Regions from separate parts of the Anser cygnoides genome. Here region 2 is linked to region 1. Evidence: chromatin contacts called from public Hi-C data. All regions are on one chromosome and are shown on one strand. Each heading gives the region's core, a stretch centred on a gene start, on an enhancer-like site or on the middle of the called end of the contact. The rest is flanking DNA. Distances are from core to core; before and after follow the strand shown.

Evidence for each region. A called contact is a pair of places that touch in the nucleus more often than the background predicts.
Region 2: a contact with region 1 is called in a Hi-C map of liver, with 2.2 times the contacts expected there. The contact joins the promoter of P2RX2 here to the promoter of LOC106047465 in region 1. A contact is called at or near these places in 2 of 7 Hi-C or Micro-C datasets (both in liver).

What each region holds. Positions count from the first base shown.
Region 1 is chr17:15,208,158-15,213,380 of Taihu_goose_T2T_genome, reverse strand. It overlaps LOC106047465 (protein DGCR6), which reads right to left and starts at 2,472. Exons shown (of 5, transcript XM_066979307.1): 1 at 2,312-2,472; 2 at 2,074-2,234; 3 at 1,656-1,756. The coding sequence starts at 2,427.
Region 2 is chr17:15,371,448-15,376,670 of Taihu_goose_T2T_genome, reverse strand. P2RX2 (purinergic receptor P2X 2) reads left to right here and starts at 2,258. Exons shown (of 11, transcript XM_066979092.1): 1 at 2,258-3,278; 2 at 3,700-3,835; 3 at 5,115-5,186. The coding sequence starts at 3,151.

The DNA of each region.
Region 1 (5,223 bases), core at 1,223-3,722:
CACTTAGTCCTGTGCTGAAAAAGTGATTTGCCCGTCCTTGGGCTTGAAAATCTCTTTAAATGAGATTTATTTACCTGCATACTGTTTAGGGTAGATATCCAACTCCGAGATACAGAAAAGTACAAAAGACTGAGAAAGTAAGCCTTAAACACAAGCTTTGGCTCAAGCGGCTGGTATGCTAGGCCAAGGTTTTAAGTGCTACAGATTCCATTAGGAAGCTGAACATCTAGAAACTACAACTTGTATTATCCCTCCTGTGAGACTGATCCCAAGCTATTACACAGGAACTGGTCTTCAAAACCTTTAACCAGAGAGAGCAGGTCTGATTAGAAATGTAGCAATTGTTACTAAGATTACTGATCTATTCCCAAAACGCTCTACAGAGTTTAGAATAACAGAGCAGTTATTCTGTCAGAGAATAACAGAACATATAAAAGGGAAGAAGTAACTTCAGTAACTTCCTCCTGACGGACGGATAAATAACACAAAAAGGCATGGGGAAGGTAAAAAGATGTAAGAAGAAGTTGTGCATGATATAATACAAGGAAAAACAAAACACATAATATGGATATGATTGTCATCTACTGTGAATCAAGTCTACTGAGCAAATACAATATTAAAAATGCTTTAGAATCAGCAATATAGATCATTATTTACTGCTATGCTGCAAATACAAGTTATTCAGACACAGAATGTCTAATATAGGTCCACACTGGCTTTAGTCATCTCAGTAAGAAATGAAGGAAGTGAAAACAAAAGATCCAACAGTGAGCTCTAACACCACGGTTGTTATGTACAAAGGTCAGAAAAACGCCTACATTTAAACAGTTATGCATTTGCCTTACGTGCAGTAATCTCATGCATACATTTGAATTACATGAATTAAGAAAACTAGCTACTTGTAATTTCCCTTACATTAGTGATAAGATAGAGACAGGTTTATAACGTATAGGTAAAATGATCTTCAGAGCCTTCGGACTGAATTTACCGCTCATGCTGAAGATCCTTTCTAGAAATGCCTTGAGAAACACTAAGAATCAATTTTTGTTTTTAGGTATCTTAGGTTATTTCTTTCAGTGTAACTAAGTAAAACATGAGTTTTGAGTGTTCTTTGCTTTCTCACCTTCTAACACATGATGGTAGATTTTACGCACGTTTATACTTTGCATCAACTTGCTGTCTATCCATATGCAGGCTTCAGCTTGTAATATAACAAACAGACTCATTAGCATATTGTGGGGAAGGCCTTGCTCTTTTAGAGCAGGTTCCTCAACTTCCATGATTGCCAGATCAGGTCTGGGCTCTAACTACACTAGATGGCAATGGCCTGGGGCAATCACCTCTCTGTCAGAAGGGACTGAGGGGTCAAAGGGCAGAGCCAGAAAGAGGGCCATCCAGCTGGAATGGAGAGCCCAGGGTACTGCACGCATGGCCAGACAAGCTGGCTGGCAGCTTCCAAGGCTTCACGAAGGACTAGATAAACCCTTTGGAGGTGCCAAGGGCTGTGACGCTCCTGCAACAGCACCAGCTCCTTGGGTGGGACAGCTGGGAACAGCCTTGCAGCAAAACAGCCGTTAAGCCCCAGGGAAGGAGACAACCTTTGTGCCTACGTGAAGGGTACCGAGGGAAACTGTGCCCACTCGCTCACCCCTTACCTCCATCTCCCGCTGCTGGGCGGCACGGAGGATCGGCAGGTTGTGCGGCCTGCAGCACTGCTGGGCCTCCTTGTGCCGGTGGAAGAGCTCCTGCTTCAGCCCTGCTTCGGGGACAGGGTCAGGGCCCCGCGGCCACCGCGCCCCCTCCTTCCCTCCCTCCTGCCCTGTCCCCGCAGCGTCCCCACAGTGTGCCGGCGCCCCACCCTGAAGCCCCGGGCCTGGCTACCCAGCCTCCCCGTGCAGCCCCCTGGTGCCCCAGGCCCCTCTCCTCGGTGACCCCCCCAGTGCCTTCACCACCTACCCCCGAGTGCCACGGGGCTGTCCCCCGCGGTGTCCCCACCGCCCTCCCGCCGCCCAGTGTCCCCATCACCCCCCGCAGCGCCCCCCCCTTCCCCCGCCGGCCCGGCGCCCCGCTGACCGCGGTGCTCGCTGTGCAGCTTGAGGCGCTGGCTGTAGAGGTTCTTCTCGGTGAGGTGCTGGATCTCCAGCAGCCCCTGCACGATCTCGAACACGGTCCCATCCAGCAGGGCCAGCGCCAGGTCGCTCAGCGTCGTGTAGGAGAGCCGCTGCTGGCAGGAGCTGTCGGGGTGCGGGTCGGTGCCGGAGCCGGTGCCGGAGCCGGTGCCGGTGCCGCCCCGTCCCGCCGCCCCGCGCACCTGGGCAGCGCCTTCACGAGCGCCTGCAGCTCCGAGAGCAGCCGGTAGTGCCGCTCCTGCTGCCGGGACAGCTCCGCCGCCGCCGCCTCATAGCCGCCGCCGCCGAACCGCTCCATGGCCCCGCTCGGCCCCGCTCCGCCCCGGCCCCAGCCCCGGCCCCCGGCGCAGGCGCAAGCGGCGACGCGGGCGGGGCCTGGCGGGGCCCTCCCGGGCCGCGGGGGCCGGCGGAGGCCGGGGGTGGGCCCCGCGCTGCCGGCGGCGGGCGGCCCCCAGCCCCGCACCGCAGCGACACGGACGCGCGCGGTGCCCGGGGTCCGGCTGCGCCCGCGGCTGGGGCGGGGCGGGGCGGGGCGGTGGGGCAGGGGTGCAGCCGAGTGGCGGAGCTGCTTCAGTGAACTACAGAATCACAGAGCATCCCGAGTGGGAAGGGGCCCGTAAGGATCGTCGGGTCCAACTCCTGGCACCACACAGGTCTACCCCAAAATTCAGACCGTGTGACTAAGTGCACAGTCCGAACGCTTCTTAAACTCTGGCAGGCTTGGTGCAGTGACTCCTTCTGTGGGGAGCCTGTTCCAGTGGGCGACCACCCTCTCAGTGAAGAACCCCCTCCTGATGTGTAGCCTAAACCTCCCCTGCTGCAGCTTGACACCATTCCCGTGGGTCCTATCGCTGGTCACTACAGAGAATAGATCGGTGCCTGCCCCTCCGCTCCCCCTTCCTGAGGAAGCTGTAGACTGCGATGAGGTCTCCCCTCAGCCTCCTCTTCTCCAGGCTGAACAGGCCAAGTGACCTCAGCCGCTCCTCATACGTCTTCCCCTCTAGGCCCTTCACCATCTTTGTAGCCTCTGGACACTCTCCAACAGTTTCACGTCCCTTTTGTACTGTGGTGCCCAGAACTGCACACAGTGCTCGAGGTGAGGCTGCACAGCATACCAGAGCGGGACAATCACTTCCCTCGACCGACTAGCAATGCCGTGCTTGATGCACCCCAGGATACGGTTGGCCCTCCTGGCTGCCAGGGCACACTGCTGGCTCACATTCAGCTTGCTGTCATTAAGAAAATAGCTGTGGACTTACAGACAAGTACTTCCTTCTCGTTGGTTACCACAGAGTTTTCAAACCCCAGAAACAGTCAAGTTTTTCTGAGACCTGCTTGTTGATACACCCTTGCTGTGGGAATGAGCCCTTACCTGCTCGGTTATTTTGGGGACAGCTATGGTGCTGTTCTGGGAGTGTTTCAAAATGTAAAGAGCTAACAGGGTCAACAAAACAAAACAAAACAGAACAACAACAACAACAACAACAAAAAAAAAAAAACAAAAAAAAACCCAAAGCATTAGAATCTGGAGGTGTATTTTAAAGTGGTTCAGGATACCAACAGTCATTCTCAAAAATGAGAACACATTTTCTGTGAGCTCCTGGTTTGTCTCATATGCTGCACAGTACCGGAGAGCGCATTCAAAGTATCCCAGTGCTCCATCCTGTAGGCTGTTAGAAATGTTTTCAGTCACTTCATCTGTCAAAAAATCTTCAGAACTGCTGTTAGGTATGTGAGTTTGGCAGCAATAACTGTGTGGCCATTCTGAGGCCTGTTGGTACACTGCTGTGACCAAAAGGTGCCAAGCATCTGCCAGTGCCCAGAAATCGCGGCTGCTCTTCGGGGGGCAGAACCCTTCCTCCCCTCTGAACGAGAGCCGCTGTCACTTCGGTGTTCCCCCAGCACAACAAAGGTGCTGGTGTGCTCTGGCCACCTCCTTCTCTAAAAAACGCAGGATGTATTTTTGTTAAGGAAATTGTTATAATTGTTATAATGCTGGAGCAAGAAATGGTGATGAAGCTGTTTGAGAACTGATTGGGGGAGCGTTGAGGAGGGAGAGATCAGACTGCTATGGCTGTGCCGTGAGGATATGGGAAATGTCTTCAGATCCTCGCTCTTTTAATTTCTTAAAACACATGGAATTTATTAAGTTCATTTCAACTTCAAATGCACTGTTGGAGTGAAAATATTTTCTTCTTGTGAGCACTTTTGTGCAGGTAATGAGATCAATATTTAATAGGTTTCTTGCAAGGCTGAGTTTCAAATTAATTTCAGTGGTACACATGAAGAGATTCCTGACTTGAGTTAGCAAAATGAAGGATACACTGAAATGCATTAAAAAGCTTAAGAAGTATAATATTTAATATTGCTTCAAAGCTTACAAGAACTGCATTGCATATTCGAGGGGAGTAGAAATGTCCACTTTAGAGAAGAATACCTAGCCTCTCCAGAGAAATAGGGCATCCCTAGAATGTCCCTGAATATAAATTGTCCTTTTTTTTTTTTGGTTGGTTGCCTCATATTTCTACCCAAGGATGGTGATCCCTAAATCCCAGGTCCTGGAGAGGCTTTTGGTGGGCTGATTACAGATCCCTCTGCCTCTGGGCTGCTTAGACCAATGCCTTGTACAGTTAACTCTGCTGTGTCCGTCTGTCCTGCTCTTCCCTGGCTTGGCTGCAGTGGAGCAGCAGTGTCTCTGGGAAAAGGCTGCAGTGTATTTTTAACAAGCAAATCAACCTACATTTTCCTAACCCCGTTCTCAGAAGCTGCCAAACCGTTTTTGCTGAGCTGCAGCTGCCAGAGGCAGAGCCGTGGCGCAGAGCCCGGCTGGTTACAGCCTGCTGAGGTTCCAGGGAATGGAAAACACGGGCTTTTAATTAAAAGGTATTAGCCGTGGTGCTTGGCTCCGGCTGGGGCAGCATGGAATACCAGCATAAAAGCACTGTTAGTCTATTAGCGCAGCCCCCAAAACCTTACCATTCTCTGCCACAAGTATTTAATGACAGCTTTTGCTTGATGTGTGAGTTTGGGCACTTTGAGCGAGCTGTACTGGGGGCTGGGGCCCTGCTGTGATTCGCTCCCATCCCCGTGCTGG
Region 2 (5,223 bases), core at 1,009-3,508, 160 kb before region 1:
AAGAGGTTAGATAATGATGCTGGGAGGAAATTCGCTTCATCTTCTGCTTTTTCTTAATCCCTAGGCAAATCTCAGTGTCATCATGTACTTGGGAGCTGCCTGGTTTTACCACCCTAGTGAGTACCTTCCTTTAATTTATGGGAACTACTTAGCAGGAAGCAGACTTGCAAGCAGGAGCTGGTACCTTCCTGACATGTATCACCCCCACTTCCAGGTGAAGGTGGAGTAAGGGTTGAGTCAGCAGGACTTGGGTTGAACAACAGCGTGAGAAGCTGCGGCTCAGCAACAGGGGCCTGCTTGTCAGCACGGGTCAAAACTCAGCAGAAATTATTTGGGCTGACAAGCCTGAGAGCAGAAAAGACCGTGAGGCTGGGGCATTTCTGCATCTCTGGAAAACACATTCTCCTTACTTTCCATGTGAAGGATGAAGTACATGCTGATATTTTCATTCCTCTGGAAGGTGCAAAAATAGCTTGACAGAGAAAAAAATTCCCACATGCTTAGGGTTTGCTTAATGTTATGTATATTGTCTCTGACTTACACAACTGTTGCTGATGTGGATTTTTGGGTGCTTACAGCAGGAAGTGCTGTACCGCACTAGGTGAATCATTAATCTGCAGGGTAAGGCTGACAGGTCACAGCGCGCATGTATGCCTCACTCCCAGCTTGGGCAGAGTCCGGGCCATGCAGACAGCTCCATGCAGATCACAGCAGCACTCTGGCTCCTTTTGGCGACAGGGCTGTAGCACGGCCACCCTGGACCACAGCCGCCTGTGTCCCATCTGCTATGTTCTACAGCTCAGCAGTAGAGTAGAAGTGCAGAACAAGCCTAAAAGCTTGAGGTTTCCTCCTTGAACCCTGCATAGCTACTGATAAAGCCAGTTCCCACGGTTTTGGCTATGGGAGAAGGCAAATTCAGTCAGCCTTGAGATTTCTCCTTCCTGGCCTGCAAGAGGTTAGCCTGCTGTACCCGGGCCCAGGGTTTTTCCTGCCTCAGTCTGATGGAGGCGGCTGTTGCAGTTCCCATCTGTAGGTGCAGTCTAGAAATGGGGCTGTGTGCCTCAAAGGGGCAGACACACAGGCTCACCCTGATCCTCCTCGCCTGCTGATTGGGTCTGGAGATCAGTGGTGACACCCCCAGCCTGGTCTCACCCCTCTCTGGCACCCAGCCCCACAGGATGCTTGACCCACAGTGCCCATGCAGACAGGTAGAAGAGCGGTCAGGCAGTACGGACATCTAGGAACAGGATGCAACAAGAAGAGAGGACAGGCTGCATATGGCAATCCTCTGCCATCAGCCAACACCAGGCTGGTGGCTCAGCCCCACCATAGAGACACAACAAAAGACATTGCAGATATTTACCAGTGGCAGGATCAGGCTGGCTGAGTCCAAGGGTGTTAAAGGGTGTCAAAAGTAACATAAGGGCAGCAACACAGAGCAGTAAGTCTTGTAGTGAGCCCAGGGGCGAGGTGACTGTGTTGACACAAGGGATTGCGTGAAGGGGATTGGGCTTGGGAGCTTCCTTGTCCCCATCGGAAGGCGGTGTTCCATGGCTGTGTCTTCATCAGGGTGGTGACTCTGCAGCAGCACTGAGGTGTCATGAGAGTGAACCTGGCCTAGGAAAGCACTGTGTTAACTAGCAAATCCATCCAAACTGTTATTGAAGGAAGAAAGGATCCTGAAGAAAGAATAAATGCTTGTCAGATGATGATTTGTTTATATTTCAGATAGTCACAGCACCTCCAAGAGCCTTTCCAAGCAAGCAGTGTTGTGTACAAGGTAGAAGCCCCCAGATTACACAATAAATCAAAGTCCCTGAGCGTCTGCTGCAACACTGGCACAGGAAAGTGAGTCAGAGAGACCAGGGACACAGCTGGTGTCTTGGTCCTGCCACAGCAGCAGAATGTAGGGTAGACAGGGCCCTCCTTCCACTGATATTGGTGGAAGAGATGAAGACTTGATGGCCTTCAGAGAACAGGAAAATCCATTCTCAGCATGGGAGACCACCTCAAATCTCCCTGTCCAGAGCCAGCAGCTGTGTCCATAAGAAACAGGACGTGGGGTTGTTCAAGGAGGTAACGTTGTCATTGCCCTCCCCCAGTGCTTTGGAGCACGCACTGGTCTCATGCACAGCCTGGGAAGGTTTTTTTGTTTGTTTTTGTTTTGTTTTGTTTTTCCCCCCATCTGTCAAGCCTGCTGTTTGTGCCATTCTCAGACGGCCCTGAGACAGCTTTAGATCAAGGGAGGAAAGGGGTCTAGCAGTCCGGGTGTCCCTTGGTGGGTGTCGCAGCCCCCTCCCCTGGGGCCGGCAGATCTTGCTCACAAGCTCACAGTTTTTCCTCTGGGCCCCTTGCCAGGCTCCTCTGGGTCATTTTGGGTGAGCGACACCCTGCTGCTGTCGCAGGACCAAGACGCCAGCTGTGCCCCGATCTCTCTGTCTCTCCCCAAACTGCAAAACGGGCACCCGCGGGCCTGCTTCCAGCCCCTTCCTGGCTGCACCTGACGCTCTTCTGCTGCCCTTTCACCGGCAGGAACCATCCTGCTGTGAGCGAGCGGGGAGCGACAACCGGCGCACGGCGCAGGGGGGCCCTACTGCCGAGCCCCCCGCGCAGACTTGTCCGGGCCCGCAGGGGTCGCTGCCGAGCCGTGCCGAGCCGAGCCGGGCTGTGCGGTGCTGAGCCGTGCGGTGCCGAGCCGTGCGGTGCCGATCCGGGCCGTGCGGTGCCGAGCCGGGCCGTGCGGTGCTGAGCCGGGCCGTGCGGTGCCGAGCCGGGCCGTGCGGTGCCGAGCCGGGCCGTGCGGTGCCGAGCCGAGCCGATCCGGGCCGTGCGGTGCCGATCCGGGCCGTGCGGTGCCGAGCCGGGCCGTGCGGTGCTGAGCCGGGCCGTGCGGTGCCGAGCCGTGCGGTGCCGAGCCGAGCCGATCCGGGCCGTGCGGTGCCGAGCCGAGCCGTGCGGTGCCGATCCGGGCCGTGCGGTGCCGAGCCGGGCCGTGCGGTGCCGAGCCGTGCGGTGCCGATCCGGGCCGTGCGGTGCCGAGCCGGGCCGTGCGGTGCCGAGCCGGGCCGTGCGGTGCCGATCCGGGCCGTGCGGTGCCGAGCCGGGCCGTGCGGTGCCGAGCCGAGCCGAGCCGAGCCGATCGCAGCGGCCATGGGCGTGCGGGGCTGCCTGCGGGCGGTGAGCAGCTACTCCAGCCCGCAGGTGGTGGTGGTGCGGAACGGGCACCTTGGCACCGCGTACCGGGCGCTGCAGCTCCTGGTCCTGCTCTACTTCACCGGGTGAGTGCGGGCCGGGAGCGGGGCCGGGACCCTCTGCTTCCCGGTACCGACAGCGCTGATGCCCCTGCCCTTTCTCCTGCCCTTTCCCCTGCCCGCCCTTCCCTGCGCGCACATCCCAGCCCCCTCTGCCCTGCTCTTGGGGCCAAGCTCCTGGCTGGGATCCCCCCATCCCCGGGTTGTCCAAGGGGCGGCACAGGCGGGGGGGCTGTGGGAGAGCGGCAGCCTGTGTGCAGGGCAGAGCACGGTGGGTGCAGGCAGGCTGCTGCAGGCTCTGAACCCCTCATGCCCTGTGCTGCCCAGCAAGGCGTGTGGGTGCTGAGCATACCCACTGGCCCACAGTTCTCAGCGTGCTCTCTGGGTCCTGGAGCCAAGGAGGTGGGCACCACTGGAAGCTCCTTTTCCCATCCTTCCTTCCCTGCAGGTATGTGTTCATCATTCAGAAGGGCTACCAGGAGAGGGAAATGGGCCCAGAGAGCTCCGTCATCACCAAGGTCAAGGGTGTGACACAGTCACCAAGCAAGGTCTGGGATGTTGGGGAGTATGTGGCCCCCCCTGAGGTGAGGCTCTGACCCCCCAGCAACGTTCTGGCCCTCTTATCCCCATCCTGTTCCCTTTGTCGCTCTGGGGTGGCTGCAAGGAGCGGTGCCTGGGCAGCAGCCCCACCCCTCGGCGCAGGTGCTCCCCTGGATGGCGCTGCCCTGTGCAGAGCTCCCTGTGGCGGGATGAACGCTGGCTGCATGGGCACTCCTCTGTGCCCTGCCACCAGTGCCTGGCCAGCCAAGCGCAGCTGTTCCCAGGCCAGTGGGGACTCGCCATGGGCATCAAGCCCTTTTTGGTGCTGCAGGGCAGGCCCAGCCACGTCTGCAGGATTTGGGCAGCTTGCATTTGGGAGCTCCCCCAGCTCCTGGAGGTTCTCTGATGCCAGCCTACCTGCACAGGCTGCACCTCTGGGCCTTGGCCTCTGGGGTGGAAGCTGCCTCATGCCTCCCACCTTGCAGTGGGGGAGCATCTCGCTGTGGGGAAGGCTCTTCTCAGTGTTTTTGGTGAGTGCCATGAGCCGGGGAATGAGTGTTCAGTCATGCTGAGGTGTTCTAGAAATTGCTTGGTTGAGCTGTGGAAGAGCCTGGTTTGGCATTGGGCACTGCTGGTCTGGACAACACTTGGGCCACTCACCCTGTGTCACCTGGCTGGGATGGAAGAGTTGTCCAATTGCCACTCTTTGGGGTCCTTTTGCGGGCACAGAAGGTCTGTCACAGAGATGAGCACACATCTGTACACGGGTGAGCACCCGCAGCATGGCAATAGTGAGACCCCCCAAGCTAGCCCACTTTGTCCAGTGCAAGGACCATGAGAGGTGTAAGTAAGCTCGAGTGAACCTGGCAGAGCTGGGGGACAGTCAGGGAGGGCTGGTGGCAGGGCCTGATGCTGTGGTTGTTGCTGCCCCAGCTGCGCTTATCAGTGTTTTGCAGTTTCCAAGGGGTGAAGGGTGGCTCAAGCCCATCAGCTGCAGGTCCCAGCAGGACTCCCTGGCACAGTGCCTCCAGCGTCAGCGCCCTGTTCGCACTGCTGGACATGTGGGCTGGGGGGAGGCATTCCCACACCAGTGCTGGGCCAGGGCTTTCGTGTCCCTGTGCGGATGCAGTGTGAGCATTGGTGTGAGCCCACGTGCCCTTTCCAGTGTGTTCCCTGCGTGCACACGTGTGACTGTGTGTGAGTGTGTGAGCATGTGTGTGTGTGCGTGCTCCCATCTGTGTGTAAATACACTTGTACCTCTCCATGTGTGTTCATGGCTGTGCTGTCCTGTGACCGGTATCCTACCTTCTGGCTGCTTTGCAGGGCGGGAGCACCTTCAGCATCCTCACGCGGGTGGACATCAGCCCTGCCCAGGCCATGGAGACCTGTCCTGAGGTGAGGACAGGGGCAGGGGACTGGGGAGTAGCAGTCA